Regions from separate parts of the Mus musculus genome. Here region 1 is linked to region 2. Evidence: chromatin contacts called from public Hi-C data. All regions are on one chromosome and are shown on one strand. The core of a region is the stretch at or near the end of the contact, and the rest is flanking DNA. Distances in the headings are between cores, read along the strand shown. Region 1 has its middle 44 kb from the start of 1700017M07Rik. Region 2 has its middle 32 kb from the start of Gm52623.

Region 1 (7,662 bases), core at 3,120-5,619, 1.0 Mb after region 2:
AATGAGATGTTTTTACAATAAAGGTCAAGAATGGAAATTAGTATAAAAGTGACCTCTTGTTGCCTGGTCCCATTTTCAGGGGGACCATCCTTTTGTCAACCAAAGATAGTAATGACTGGATCTCTGGGCTGTGTGTTGCCACAGACTGGATTTAAGTCTGAATGGTGGCCTGGCAGCCTCAGGCTTGTGGTGCCCTCTGCTCTTAACCATGTAGTCTGTGCCATCCTGCCTGTGCCTGCCTCCCACCACAGTATCTTCTGAGAGTCCTAGAATGTGGGCAGCCAATCCCCAACCTACTGCTGCCACCTGCTAACCATGTGAGTTCTCTTTCAGGCAGGAGTGAGGACCAACAGTGGAGCAAGTTACCAAATCTCCTTGACTCATGGCTTGCAATAAGTAAGTAAGTAAATAAATAAATAACAAAAACAAACAAACAAACAACAACAAAACCCTTCATCTTTGGTGTTTGCAGTGGATAGCTACAAGGAAAGACAGGAGAAAAACATATGATCTAATAATAGAAAATTTCATTAATCATTTATAAAATTGCACTCACTAAGAGCCCATTGTAACCTCAACATGGTGACACACAGCTATGATCCAAACACTGGGGAAGCTAAGGCAGACAGATCACTAGTTCCATGAGCTAGCCTGGACTACATGGCTGGACACTATGTAAAAATGACTAAGATAAGTGTCAGTTCTACTGTGAAGTAGTTACAGGTGGGATAGAGGTTTTGTTGGCTTCTTACACCGTTTTCTGCAATTTTCTTTACTGGGCCCTCAACCCCTTGAGCTTTATTAATTTCTTAACTAAATGTTTATGAAGTATTTCCTATGAATTGAGTACAAAGTAGCTTTGTTACAATCTCTGATTTAGAGGTTTTGGTATCCCTACTTTCTGCTTTGGGTTTAGTGGCTCTCAGGTACAGCGTGCAACAGACTTCCTGCACCTGGACACACGGGCTTTGGAGCTCTCCTAAAGAGGGACTGGAAATATGTACTTTTAAACTATGGGTAGGATTGTCAAGGAAACACTCTGAGTCCCCTGGCTATAGACTGTCCCTCTAGTCCATATGTCATGATCACACTCCAGAGCCACCACCAACCTGTCTCCAGAGAATTGAAACCTGACCAAAATCTTTCAGATCTGCCCCCAAAGATCCCACTCTCATTTCTCATTTGGGGGGCATTAACCTGCCTCCCACGGTAAAGTTGATCCCTAGCCGGGTTTAGCTTTGCTGCACCGAGTGGAAATGGCCTCTTTGCAGCTCCTTTGAAAACTTTTTTGTTAGAAAAGGAGAGAACACCTGTGGTGTTTTGTAAGTATGGTAAAGACTCACAGTGCACGGCACAAGCCCTCGGGGGCACAGGAGAAGGTGCTGCCATCGGAGCTGCTATAAAGCACCCACTTGATTTGCAGAAGCCTCTGGTAGTATCAATCACATCTCAGGAGCACGCTGTTTCCATCCTAGCAAAGTGACACCAGTGTGCAAGCATCAGCCCCTCACACATGGCATCAGAGACAAAGGGGGAGGCTCCATTTCCTTCTCATTTCTCAGATTAACCTAAATAACTCACCACACCTTTGAAGCTACAGGCCAAGTTTAAGGATGTGTTGGTTCTTAGGGAACAATACAAAAGATATTCTAGTACTTTCTTCTGGTGTCTCATGGGGGTAGGGGTAGGGTGGTAACGTTTCCATGTGGATATATTTGGTGAAAATATCTACCAGAAATCAACATTGGATTAAAGCCCTGCTCCAGGACAGATGACCATGTCAGGTTACAGTCTCCTGCTTTTCTCTGGAAACTGTTCTGCTCATAGTCAATGGTGTGAAAAACTCTTGCCTAGTTAACCCTATAAAGTGATCTGGAGGAAAGACATGGAGGAAAATATACCAGTAATAAAGACAAACTCAATAAAGCTGTCCAGGAGAGAGAGGTGTGTGTTTTTTGGTTTCATTAAATATTTGCTATTTTTGAAACCGTTTGGGAGCTGAAGTAATGGCTCCCTGGGTAAGAGTGCATGTTTCTCAAGCATGAGAGCCTGGACTCATATCTCCAGTACCCACGTAAAAGCCACAGTCACAGATACATGCAACTCTGGACATAGTCATATCCCATGAAGCTCTGGTGCTGTGGTAGGCAGATAAAAGAAGTTATGTGGGCTTTCTAACCGACAACGCAGCTCCATATTTACTGAGAGTCCCAGGAATAAGGTAGAGAGCATCTAACATCTTCCTGAGGCCTCCACACCCAGGCAAGCATACACCATCCAGAAACGCATACTCACATACACACAAAATACCATGAATAAATAAATATTTTTGAACTTAGCATAGGGGACCCAAAGTATGTCACACTCATTCTTTAATCTGTCATTAAGGCTTGCACAGGCTCCAGAGCGAGAGTGTCTGAAGGTATGTATGACTGAAATGAAAGTGCACACTCACAGAGAAATGCATCTACTAATCACCCACTGAGCGACATTTGATGAGAACTGTGCCTTCAAACTATTAAGTTTGAAGCTCTCATGACTATTCACTGTAGGCATATACACAAAACACAGAAATGGTAAACAAAGATCCTTCCCTCTATTAGTACCTCTTTGTGCAAAGGATTCTGGGTACCATGAGGATATGGCTCCCAGCCTCAGAGTCATGACCAGAATCATCTCTTGCTAGATGTAAAATAAAACAGAGTTGTGTTTTATTATCATGGATGAAGTATCTGGGACAGCTCTGAAACAGTGCCCCTGGAACACAGCTGGAATGAAAGAGCAAATGGTAACTGAGGAACAGAAAAAGACAGGAACTTTCCTACATAACTCTCCGAGGAATTCTGGACAATCATAGGCCAAAACCTGGCCAAACTTATAGCTCCACAATGAGGCCATTCATACCAAGCGTCAGAACTTCTGGCAGTGAGGTTTAGGTCTCACCATTTACTGTTTGGTCCTGGTGATTATGGTATGTAGATTGAGCAATAGCAGCATCTGGGGAGACAGACGAGTACCTGCATCCAATCATAAGAGCCTGCATGAAAACCTGCACATGACGGTACTCACTTGGAATTTCATGAATGCAAAGCTAGAGACAGATCTCTGAGGCTCTCTGGTCAGCAGCTTAGTCCAAATGGTGAGTTAGAGACCCTCTCAAGGGGCAAAGTAGACAATATCTCTCACACACACACACAAACACACACACACACACACACACACACACACACACACACACACACACACACACTGGTCTAAGACAGTGATTCTCAGTCTTCCTAATGCTGTGACTCTTTGACATTCTTCATGCCGTGATGACACCCCCCCCCCCAGGCACAAAATTATTTTCGTTGCATGTCATAACTGCAATTTTGCTACTGTTATGAGTCATAATGTACACGGCCCACAGTCGAGAACCACTGGTCTAAGAGACAGGTGAGGAGATGAGCTGAGAGGAACAGCAAGGCCTGGGACAATGTTTGTGAATGGAGAGTGTGCTGTGCTCTGAGCTGAAAGCACCAAGCCGCAGTTGGTGTTCAGCCATGACAGTGGGCGGGCAAGTGGGCGGGGTATGCAGAGGGAAGGTGCCTCAAAGAGGTTGCATTGACACAGGTATTAGATCTGTGGGTATTAGATCTGTGGCATATTGATGCCAACACATGACGGCAAACATGAGAGGTTCAAGAAGAACTGCTTTGTGTTCCTACAGAATAATGAACTTGGTCTTTGCATCAGTTCTGGTCCCACACAGCCCGATTCCCCCAGACGTTGGTCTCACAGCTATCTGTACAATCCAAACAGCCCGAGTTTCTAGATTTTTCTTTAAATCTCGATTTTGAAACACATAAGAAGTTACTTAAATGGCATTTAACACAATTTCACCTTTTTTGTTTTCACGAAGCATTTGAGGACTTACAATTTTACAGAATTTTAAGAAACTAACCATATTGAAGCAGAACTAGGGGCAGGCATTATTGTGCCCAGAGGCTAGAGAGCTATTGTTTCTGATACTGAATGCTAAGATTGCCAGGGGGTTCCCAGAAGTCAATGCAATAAGAAACATGTGAATTTGCTCTGTCTGGTAAAGGCTAGCCTGTATTTTATGGCAGTTGCTACATTATTGCTAGGGTCTGCATGTCCCATGTAACAAAGCACAGAACGTGGCTGGAGTCTGCTTGCCCATCCACACCTCTTGCTTGATGACTTGGCAAATGGTTTATTTGACTCACTCTGGGAACAGTCTTTCTACCTCTTTTTTTTTTTTTTAAGCTTACTTTCATTTGCTAAAATTAACAGAGCACAGTGATGCACCATTCACTCTGATTGCTGGCCCCAGGAGAATACCAGCTTGGTGCTTCCTGCTGGCTCACTTTGTTGCTATATTAGTCTGTACAATCTGTAAGCCTTGTATTTTAATTCCCCCTTGCCAAGCACAAGGCTGGAAGAATCACTTGCCCACCTATATTGTTCAGACTGCATCACAGCCTGAAAAGAAAACAAGACTGGTAAAACCCTCTTGAAATTGAAAGCATTTCAGGGTGTTATATTCTTAAGGCTTAAGTCGCTATACTAAGATATATAAGCAAATTCTAATAAGCTTACACACACCCCATCTGGCAAGGGATGAGGGACATGAATAGCCCTTTGTTTTCACTCCCAAAATGTGTGCAGGTTTATGCAGAACTCAGACTGATTCTAACAATTATTTAGCATTCCTCAGAAATACCTTAAGTCTTATATCTTCATTTCTGAGAGGGGGCAATGCCAAACTGCCAACAGCTGAGCAGTCTGGATTAAAGGCAGCATCTTCTCTTGTCAGAGGCAAGACACAGATACAGGCCAAGAGCAGTTCAAGTAACTTAGGCACATCCTGGGCCTCATCATGAGCCCCAGCAATGATCCTGCTATTGGCCAGCAGCAGACACCAGCCTGGGCCCAAGTTTCTGATTTAAAGTCTGCTCCAAACCATGGCATTTTCAGAGGGATTGTATTATCAGTGGAGAGAGACCAGATATCCATTCTGCCATAGCTTTTAGTAATAGTTACAGAAACAGACTGTCTTATACAAACCTAAGTGTCTGTGTTTTAAGAGACACTGTTCACACGTATGGAGTCACCTTCTACACGTGCGGCTGGCGATGAGCTGTGGTCTTAACTATCTCACATCTCTTCACAGTTAGTCATGAACTGTGTGGGTTCAGGGATATGAAAACAGTCCCATAGACATGCACGTTAGAGTCAGCTTCCTCACTCGAAAGTGCAACTAGCTGGAAGTGCTAGAGCACTCCTCTACAGAAAACTAGACATGCTCACGATTCATTGATCAGAGGTATTTCTCTCAAAAGCATGGTTGAGGTTTTGATACTTGTACTGTCAAAGTTAGGTGTCATCTTTTATGGTTTGGGTGTGAAAGGCCCACATCCCTGTCCCCAACAAGTTCCTATGTTTAAACACTTGATGCCCAGATAATGGTGATGTGACAGCAGGCTTTGGAGTAGTGAGGACATGAAGTCCAAGTGGCAGAATCAGGATGACAAGAGGTTGAGGGTCACAGGCTGGCTCTGCATGCCCTGCTCAATGGTGGCCTGAATTCCTGATAGGATCATGCTTCCACCATGGTGGACTGTGTAAACCTCTTCTTCCTCAATTTGCCTCTGTCAGAGGCCTGTCCCAGTGACAAGAGACATCATTAATGCACCTTCTTCCACTAGATTCTCCCGGTGGCGAGGATTTAATCCTATAAGGGGTGTAACGCAATCTATGATGTGGACCTACAGGGAATTTAACACGGTCCAATGTCATAACTATCTCACCCCAAGATGCTTAGGCTTCTGTCGCCAGCGCTGGCCAGTGTCCATTCAGCTCCCTCTTGAAAGCATTCAGCAATAGGGCAAGGAATGCATGCTTTTAAAAGGACACATGGGCATGTACAGAACAATGATTAACTGGCTGTTGAGTTGTGGCAGTTTGTCTCCTGGGTGGTATTTTACTGCACAAGTTACTATTCAAGTTTATTGCAGCCCCTCAAAAATGGGATGGTGTGCCGGGGTGGGGGGGCGTAGGGGGTGGGGGGAGACATGGTTGCTTCTGTGCTTTATCCAAGACCATCACATGACTACAAGTGAACTCTCAACTCACTGGCATACATGCATTCTAAGACTCCTCAAAGAGAGGGTAAGACTGAAGAACCTCATAAGAGAGGGATGAGCACGGAAGGAGTCTAAAGAAGAGGCCCAGGTCTGACCCTGTGTCACATCCTGTGGTATTGTTCTTGCCCATTCAATCTTTTCTCTCATCTCCATGTTGCCAAGACCTCCCTCCTCACTCAGCCCACTCAGAGTAAACATATGTTGAGATATAACTAAGCTTTTCAGAAAACATTGAAGTCCAATAGCAAGACCCATTGATGCAAAGGACTGTCTCAGTTTTTTTTTAAGCTAGTTACAGTATTTTTAATCTCTTCTCCCTTTACTCAATTAATATCCAGGAAATAATATTCATATTATTTATCAGGGTTTTTATAAATGACTGACAAATGATGAACTTTTCTCAAAATTAAAAGTTAATGTGCCTTCCAGAGTCTCAGTGTCCCCTGAACACCTATAGGACTCCAAAATGCTTGAATTAGAACTATGCGATTCAGAAGTGACAAATTCTCTTGCAGGTTAGTACTGGAAGAAATATGCTACATGGCCTGTGTGTCACTCTCACTGGTCCTCATTGGGTCTGAATCAAGCATTGTTTTGTAACTGGAACACAGACATGTTCAGAAGCAAACATGTAACAACCAGAAAAGGCAGCAATACTCTCGTTTTCAAGATCTAAATGAATCAAGTGTGGATGTGGTGTCCTGTGTGGATTTTATAGGCAGAGGTTCCAACCCCAACCCTGCAGTCGTAAAGGCTAGAGAATATCTGTAGGTTGTATCTGTGAAGATGTCCTGGTGGTTTTTATAAGTACAGTACGTGTGGAAGCTCATCTGGTTGCTGTCCTAGATTTTATAGGCAAGCCTTTCTTTAAACAATTTGGAGAGACACACTCACTGATGTGCTTTAAGGCCAATACAAAGCAGGCAAGATGGGAAAAGAACCAGGTCATATGCCCACCGTTAAATCTGGAGTTCATCTGTTTTATACTTTGCATTTTATTCAGCTCTGGAGATGGATAATAACAACTAATAATATGGCTCAAAAGAGAAAAAAAGAACTGGCCAAGCAGCACTGTGGAGATGCTGAGTCCCACAGAAGCACAGAACACAAGCAGGTACACTTGGTCACGAGAATCATCCTATTTTTCTTTTGCACAAATGTAAAATTGTCGTCTCTCATGTAGAGTTGATTAGAACCCAGCGGTCCCTGATCAGCCAGTATTCTAAGAATAGACTCTGGAGGACTAGAGAATTCAACAAGTTCACATGTATGATGTAATTTATAACTTCATTTCCCTCCAGAGCCCTGGAGCAAAATGTCACCTTCTGCCAGCGTGGTAATTTAAAATAAGAGGGGGGTCATTGTCCCTATAGTAACAGAGTCTCGTTTTACACATCGGCCATTCCCAACCTGCTACTAAATTACTAAGAGTTTGAGGACACATGGCAGAGCACCGGACAGATGCTGCTGAAGAGGAAACCAAACACCAGCCACTTAAAATATGCTGCGTCAG
Region 2 (7,711 bases), core at 81-2,580:
TTCCCTCATGAGCCTGCCTTAGTTTTTCACTCCTGTGTCCACTTTAATGGAAAGTTCCTTCACGAGCTTGCCCCAGCAAAACACCATTCGACACAACTGACTTTCCAGAGAACCCTTTAAGTTTCCACTTCAAAGATGATATCTTTATCTTGTTCTGTAAATGTGCCCTGTATTAATAATAACTGTAAATGCCAAATCATGGGGTGAGAATCCTCGATGAAAGGTGGCACCATCTGGATGTTTGTGCTTTCTTGGTTGATGGGAACTTTCGTGAATTCTAAAGACGACAATGGATCTTAATTAAGTGTTCAAATCCCCCCCTGTGTCACATGATTGTGGAAATCCTGAGTGTGCCTAGTTAATGTTGAAATCAATGGTAATCTGTAGGTGCTCCAATTGGTTGTTCAATATGCAGAGTAGTGGGCACTGTGAACATGCTTTAAACATGAAGCCCAAAACCCAAGGACAAGATGGTTTTGTGCAACTGCACTTCTTATGAATATGTTCCTGTTAAATATTTCAACCACTGAGAGCTATCTTGATATTATCTTAGAGTTCCAAAATCCCTTCCCACACACTGTAGTCAATACGCCATGCTTTAACGCACCATTTCAGAAGGCTATATAACACAATCAAACTGCTTATAAAGGCTTCCTCCTAGAACCAGCATGCATCGTAAGGGTGTGAATTCCAGCTTCTTGGTCCCAAGGAAAATGATGACGTCATCGAGCTGAAAGTACCTTTAGCTTCTCAGCTTGTACAAAAAGGAACTTCCAAAGCAAAACCCTGAGTCAAATCGATGTTTAAGGAATGTAGTTTTAGTCAAAGTGATGATGATGACAACAATGATGAAGATGAAGACAAAGATGATATATGGCTGATGGTTCTCAAAGCTTGCTTTTGTATTTTAAAACTTAGATTTATTTTTGTTTCCAGCAGGTGTCACTGTAGGCAAATAAAAAAAAATGACAGAGTTGCCACAGCTGTGTGATGGCTCCTCCAGCACAGAGCTGGCTTCTATGCAGACTGCTCAAGTCTCTTTTTATTCCTGTGGCTTGTGACATTGGTGTCTTTGCACCGTTTCTGTTTCTCTGGCCACATGCCCTGTCGGAAGATACCACTCAGCTAAATGGACAGAGACAGCAGAGGGACAGGCAGAGCTCAGTGTGGGGAGGGATGACTCTCATTCGGCAGCAGAGAGTCCTGAAATCTTGCAATGTCTAAATGAAGTCAGTACATGAGTTCGTTAGCTTTTGAAGAATTGCTTCCAAAGGTCTTAATCATGTCTGACTATTAGGGGTTCTGTACCAACTTTGTTACCAAAGAAAAGCTCTACCAGGAAGGACGGTCTTCAAAACCTCCCAGCAAGCACTTCCAGCAAGCGCTCAGCCGTAGCCAGGGACAGGGAAGGGAAAGCATGGCAGAAAGGACTAACTGATTGCTTCCATTGAGAGGAAGCTTCAGTGTTGGAGCTAGAATTGAGTTTGTGTTGTCTCACCAGACCCCAGCAAATCCATTTCCGAGCATGGCTTCACAAGGAAAGCCCGGAAACCATTCTGTCTCTCTGTTCCTTTCACTATGTACAGGAAAGCACAGGGAAGAGACAGAGCCAGGGGGACTTGGTCAGAAGCACTCCAGGACTTCAGGTTTCCTGGTAACTCTAGGAAACAAGGTAGGAGGGTTCCATAGCTGTGAATGGTTATTCACTAGGCAGAGCTGTTGGCAACTTGACAGGTGACAGAATTTAAGGAAAGTAGACAACAGAGAAAGTGGTTTGGACAATATTACTGAAAGTATTTTTTATGTGCTTTATTCTTACTTACAAAGGTTATATCCTGTATATGCATGCAGATAAACAGACAAGAACCCTCTTTTACAATCATGGCACAGAGTCTCAGGGAAATTGCTAGTTCCTGTGACTAAAGTTCTTGAGCCCAAAATAGAACCCCATCTCCTGACTCACTTCTGAGTTCTCATGCCCGAGAACATGTTGCCTAAAATAAGGTTGATTCTTGGCTTCTGGAAATATGGATTTTTATTTATTTTATTTTATTAGTAATGCTTCCAGAGTCTCCTAAGCCCTGACTCTATACCTGCACCATACCCAGGTCTTCACATTGCTCCTCTACCTATGAGGTGAAACAGTCTTTCATTATAAGAACACAGGCTCACATTCAGAGCTCTCTGCATGGGGTACTGAGGTACTGAGCCTGCATGGGGTACTGAGGTACTGAGCCTGCATGGGGTACTGAGGTACTGAGCCTGCATGAGGTACTGAGGTACTGAGCCTGCATGGGGTACTGAGGTACTGAGCCTGCATGGGGTACTGAGGTACTGAGCCTGCATGAGGTACTGAGGTACTGAGCCTGCATGGGGTACTGAGGTACTGAGCCTGCATGGGGTACTGAGGTACTAAGCCTGCTTGGGGTACTGAGGTACTGAGCCTGCATGGGGTACTGAAGTACTGAGCCTGCCTTAGGAGCTGAATGCTGAGCTTGACTCCTCCCAAGTCCAAAATCTTTCCTCACACCAGCAACAAAACATGGCCTTTAGTTAGTAGAATGGTAAGGGATAGGCAAGCTCAGTGGTTAGGAACACTTGTTGTCCTTCCAGAGAACCTGGAAGGTTCAGTTCCCAGCACTCATGTTGGATGGCTGACAGTTGCCTATAAGCCCAGCTCCAGGGCATCCCGTGCTCTCTCCTGACCTCCATAGCCAGACGCATACACGAGAGGCATACATTTATACATACACATATGTACACGTGCATGCACATGCATACACACACATTTGGACACACAAATAAAAATAATAATAAAATATTCTAAGAGAACAGTAGAACTGGCATTGGGAAATGACACCCTTTTCTTGTGTTTTGTGAGCTCTTATGTAGAACTAGCTTTACCCCGTTCATAGTGTCCCACTGCTGTCCTATAGAATGACTAGCTTTGTTTAGACTGGCACATGCCCGCGTCATAAACACTAATCAGAGCTGAGTACCCATCTATCGACACATCCAAGGCAAGAGCTGCAACAAAATTAGAGTCTCTGCTGCAAGCAAGAGAGTAAGAGAGACCCAACATCGCAGGATCCCACAGCCTAGTGCATTTGTAAGGAAGATCCAGTGGAAATAGCAAAAGAAGCAAAAAGAACTAAGAAACCCTCGGTGCAGGTGGCAACACACAAGAGCCTTTACAGCTCAGGGCTTTTAACAGGACATTTGACCCGTGACTCCGGAGACACTAATGGGATTCAGCGTTTATAGTGCATTTGGACTCAGACTCCCCTTTACTCTTGTATTGTTCTCAGTCTTAGATTTCTTGTGTGAAAAGATAAAGCATGAAAATATCGCCAAGTATACCCTCTGGTGACTGCGTATTTGGGACAGTTCTTGCTGTTTGACAGGCAGAACCTACACTGTGTGTAGCTGAACAGTGTGGATGGATGTGTTTGCTCTGTCCGCCTCTTCAGGGGTGGCGTTCCTAGGCTGAGTGTGAGGTCCTTTGCCTGAGGCCGTACCGTTTGTAACACAAATGGGATTTTAACAAGCCTTTTTAAGAAAGTCTCCTCCCATGAGCACACGAAAGCCTTCTTAGAGGTTATCATGAATAAAAGAAAAGTTAGAGGACATAGGGAAGTGGCACCTGGTAGAATGCCTCTGTCGCTTTTGAAGCTGGAAAAAGACCCTGATAAGCGCCTGCTTGGGAGTATAAGGAAATCAAGAGTCTACTTTATGAAATCCCTGGATATATATTTTCACTTGGCGTGCTTCTGTAATTCTTTTTGTTTTCTGTGGACGTGTGGACATATGCTTGCACATTTGCGGGGCAGCAGTCAACCTTGGGTGTCTTTGCTCAGTCACCTTCCATTGTTTTGGTTGAGTTAGGGTCGCACAGGTGGAGATAGGGTCCCACAGGCCTGGAACTTGATGGTTTGGCTAGGTTGTTCGGCCAGCACGCTCCAGGCATCCACCCATCTGTCTGTCCAGCCCTGGAGCTATAGGCTATAGGTATATCACCACACCTAGTTTCTTAACTATGGGTTCTGAGGATTGAACTCAGGTCTTCATCCTTGCCATCTCCCCAATACTGACACGTGTGCCTCAGTAATTGCCTTTTCTCTTTTTCCCTGGCTTTCTTCTGTTTTTACTATAAACCAACTAACTGTCTCTAAAAGCCCCTAGCCTCTCTCACTGCACGGTGGAGGCTGCTGGTCTTAATTACTCCCCGGGCCCACTCCCATCACCCAGGGTTGGGACTTAATATTTCTGATAGAATCGTCATGTTCAAGCATTCAGTGCACACACAGAACATGACACTGCACATTAAAAACAGTGCATGCAGGTCATAATAGAAATCATCAAAATGAATCTCAGCGTTCATGTAAAAATCACACTTTTGAAAAGGAAACTGTGGTGAACGTACTTTATGCCCACGCTAGAAATTCTGTAAACCATGGAGACCATGGAGAAAGAATCACAGTTTACTCTACCAATAACTGTAGCCAGCATTTCATCCTTCCTTCTTTTCAAATACAGGTCATCCTAGACCTACAGGTTGGTTAAAGAGTCATTAAGTTTTGGAGGGTTACCAGGAGCAATATAACCCCCCACCCCGTAACATGTGGTAGAAATATCGGACCCGACTAATCAATGAAAGTCATCATAAGGTCAACAGATTCTAAGTCAAATGTAGGTGTTCTCTGCCTACTCTCATAGTTCAGAAACTGCAGTGTACTGATGGTGTGAGCAGTGTACTGATGGTGTGAGCAGTGTACTGATGGTGTGAGTGATGATGTGAGCAGTGTACTGATGGTGTGAGCAGTGTACTGACGGTCTGAGCAGTGTACTGATGGTGTGAGCAGTGTACTGATGGTGTGAGCAGTGTACTGATGGTGTGAGCAGTGTACTGATGGTGTGAGCAGTGTACTGATGGTGCGAGAAGTGTACTGATGGTGTGAGCAGTGTATTGACAGTCTGAGCAGTGTACTGATGATCTGAGCAGTGTACTGATGATCTGAGCAGTGTACTGATGGTGTGAGCAGTGTACTGACAGTTTGAGCAGTGTACTGATGGTGTGAGCAGTGTACTGACAGTCTGAGCAGTGTACTGATGGTGTGAGCAGTGTACTGATGGTGTGAGCAGTGACTTGATAGTGTGAGCAGCATACTGATGGTGTGATTGTGTTGCTGACTGAGAGCCACTGATGTTTGCTGCTGCTGAGAGGGTGAGAAAGGTGAGAAAGCCACGTGCTGCCGATTGTTAAGTTTGAAAGCTCTCAGAGTTCCAGGACTGCAGGACAGTTTCTGCTATTCCAATTGCCACCGCCTTTGTGGTACTGTGAAACTGTTAAATGGAAGCATTGTAAATTTGAGCACTGCCTTGTCTATTTTTATATTTAGTTTATATGTGACTTTCTATTCTATTAAAACATGCTTTTATATTAAAAAGCTGCTACACCAGGCAGGACTAAGTAAGGTGGAAAATGGAAAGACAAGGTAGAGGAAGTATGAGGGGAGGAGTATCTAACACTACAGACATCAGAAAAAAATCTACATGGACAAATAGTACCGTTGAAGTTTCTTAAATATATATAAAATGAGTTTAAAACGTGTTACCTTTAATGGAGGAGGTACACAATGCCTCTTTAATACATAATAAACTACTAGATAAAAATCACTCTGCCTAGCCGGGCGTGGTGGCGCACGCCTTTAATCCCAGCACTCAGGAGGCAGAGGCAGGCGGATTTCTGAGTTCGAGGCCAGCCTAGTCTACAAAATGAGTTCCAGGTCAGCCAGGGCTATACAGAGAAACCCTGTCTTGAAAAACAAAACAAAACAAAAAATTCACTCTGTCTAAGTTTGATTGAGATAGAGTCTCACTGGCCCAGAGCTTGTTGGTTTGGCTAAGCTGATTGTCCAGCATGCCCCAGGCATCTACCCATCTCTACTGTCCAGCCCTGGAGTTACAGGTGTATACTACAACACCTAGTTTTAGAGTGTGGGTTCTGAGGATTGAGGGTTGTTTTTGAGTTACTGATTAGTGGAGTCCTATAGTCCTACCAAATATCACAGGTGGGAGCAGGTACTAGAAGATGTGTGCCTGCTCCCAGGAGAGTAAAGAAACAAATACTCTCACCTACCTATGAACCCTGTGACTTACAAGAATGAGTGGCCTGGGAAGATCTGTCTCTAGATGCAATTATGGCATTAGTGTCATGGGCTAAGCACCTACATCCTTAATGAAGTTAAAACCCTATCCTCAAGATGGAACTCATGTCTGGCACCATTAGCAAAGCCAAGAGGCCATAGCTGTACATGTCTCAGGTCCTAGAGGAATACCCACTACTGTTATTTTACTAAACTGCTTCCTAAATTCTTACCTTTATGTCCAGGGATATAAACCAAACATAACATAACAAGATCCAGTAAGACAAGGCACTGAACTTCATATTAAGACTGAAGAAGGCAACCCGAGAGGTCCAAGAACAGGTGAAAGAGTCAGAGACATCCACACTCCTACTGTTAGGAGTTCTACAAAAACACCAAGCTAACAACCATGGCATACATACAGAGGGCCTAGCCTGGACCCATGCAGGCTCCATGATTGCCACTTCAATCTCATGAGTCCCTATGTAGCCTGCTTAGTTGATTTTGTGGGCCATGTTATACTGTTGTCCTTGACCCCACTAGGTCCTAAATTCTACATCCCTCTCTCTCTCATATGGTTCCCCCAGCTCTGAGGGGAGGAACGTGATGGAGATCTGCAATTTGGGCTCTCTCTCTGTCTAGTGTTTGGCTGTGTGACTCTATTTGGTCCCATCAGCTTCGGGATAAAGTCTCATAGGAACTTATTTTTGCAGAAGATGGTTATTAACAAAGAGATCCAAAACTGACCAAGATGCAGAGAATGAGAAACCATGAATGTTCAGCCCTTAAATATCATATTCCCATCTTTCAGGGCTCTGAGATCATTATGGACAAAGGGATAAAACTATTTAATATCTAGAGATTGGATCATAGATGACTGTAGTGAGTGTTTTAGGAATACAATAGGGTTGTTATACACATGAGCTCACAGTGGCTATGACCATATGCATGAGGGCGTCACAATCTCAAGCATGCCAAAATTCCAGCATGGATGGGGAAGGGGATTGATAACTCCCACCAATAGATTGGAAGAGATTGGCAATGTATGGCAGCTAAGAATGGGAGAGTCAGTTTCTTTCAGAGATGTGACTCCCAAAAGACTACCCATGAGCCAGTAGATTGCCCAGCCCTCGAGCACTTACTGGCATTATCACATGGACTCAGAGGAATCAAATGCAGAGGAGCACATAAAATCTGGAGAGATTGGAAGTGGGAAGAGTAGGGGAGGAATTAGAAGAGGAGGGAGGGCTGGAAATAATTAAAACACATTAGATGCCTGTATAAAATTCTCAAACAATAAAAAAAAATTAAAAAAATCTGAAGTCACAGGAAAATGTCACACCTGGGACTTATTAGCTCCCTAGCCATCTATGCTTGATCAACACCATGATGTTGCTAGATTGACATAGTATCAAACTGGCTTCTAAATATATATTTATATATCCGCAGACTTCGGCAACTCTCAGTCCTCATTGGAGACGTTTTCTCTGTAGTAGGAAAGGCTCTGTACGCACAGCAACTATGGCTGGCTGAACAAGCTCAGGCTAGTCAACAGCTCAACATCT

The links. A called contact is a pair of places that touch in the nucleus more often than the background predicts.
Region 1: a contact with region 2 is called in a Hi-C map of cortical neurons, with 3 times the contacts expected there. The contact joins two enhancer-like sites. A contact is called at or near these places in 1 of 484 Hi-C or Micro-C datasets (cortical neurons), 1 of 115 datasets of contacts at active chromatin or transcription factors (astrocytes) and 1 of 9 other capture datasets (embryonic stem cells).

Annotation. Positions count from the first base shown.
Region 1 is chr3:35,228,367-35,236,028 of GRCm38.p6, forward strand. No RefSeq gene overlaps it. Among named protein-coding and RNA genes, the nearest start is that of 1700017M07Rik, 44 kb to the right of the region's middle. Within about 2 kb of position 4,370, at least 16 of the 459 cell types and tissues checked have an H3K27ac peak or open chromatin away from gene starts, as enhancers often do. A contact at or near this core is called in cortical neurons, where this site is marked.
Region 2 is chr3:34,231,126-34,238,836 of GRCm38.p6, forward strand. No RefSeq gene overlaps it. Among named protein-coding and RNA genes, the nearest start is that of Gm52623, 32 kb to the right of the region's middle. Within about 2 kb of position 1,331, at least 38 of the 459 cell types and tissues checked have an H3K27ac peak or open chromatin away from gene starts, as enhancers often do. A contact at or near this core is called in cortical neurons, where this site is marked.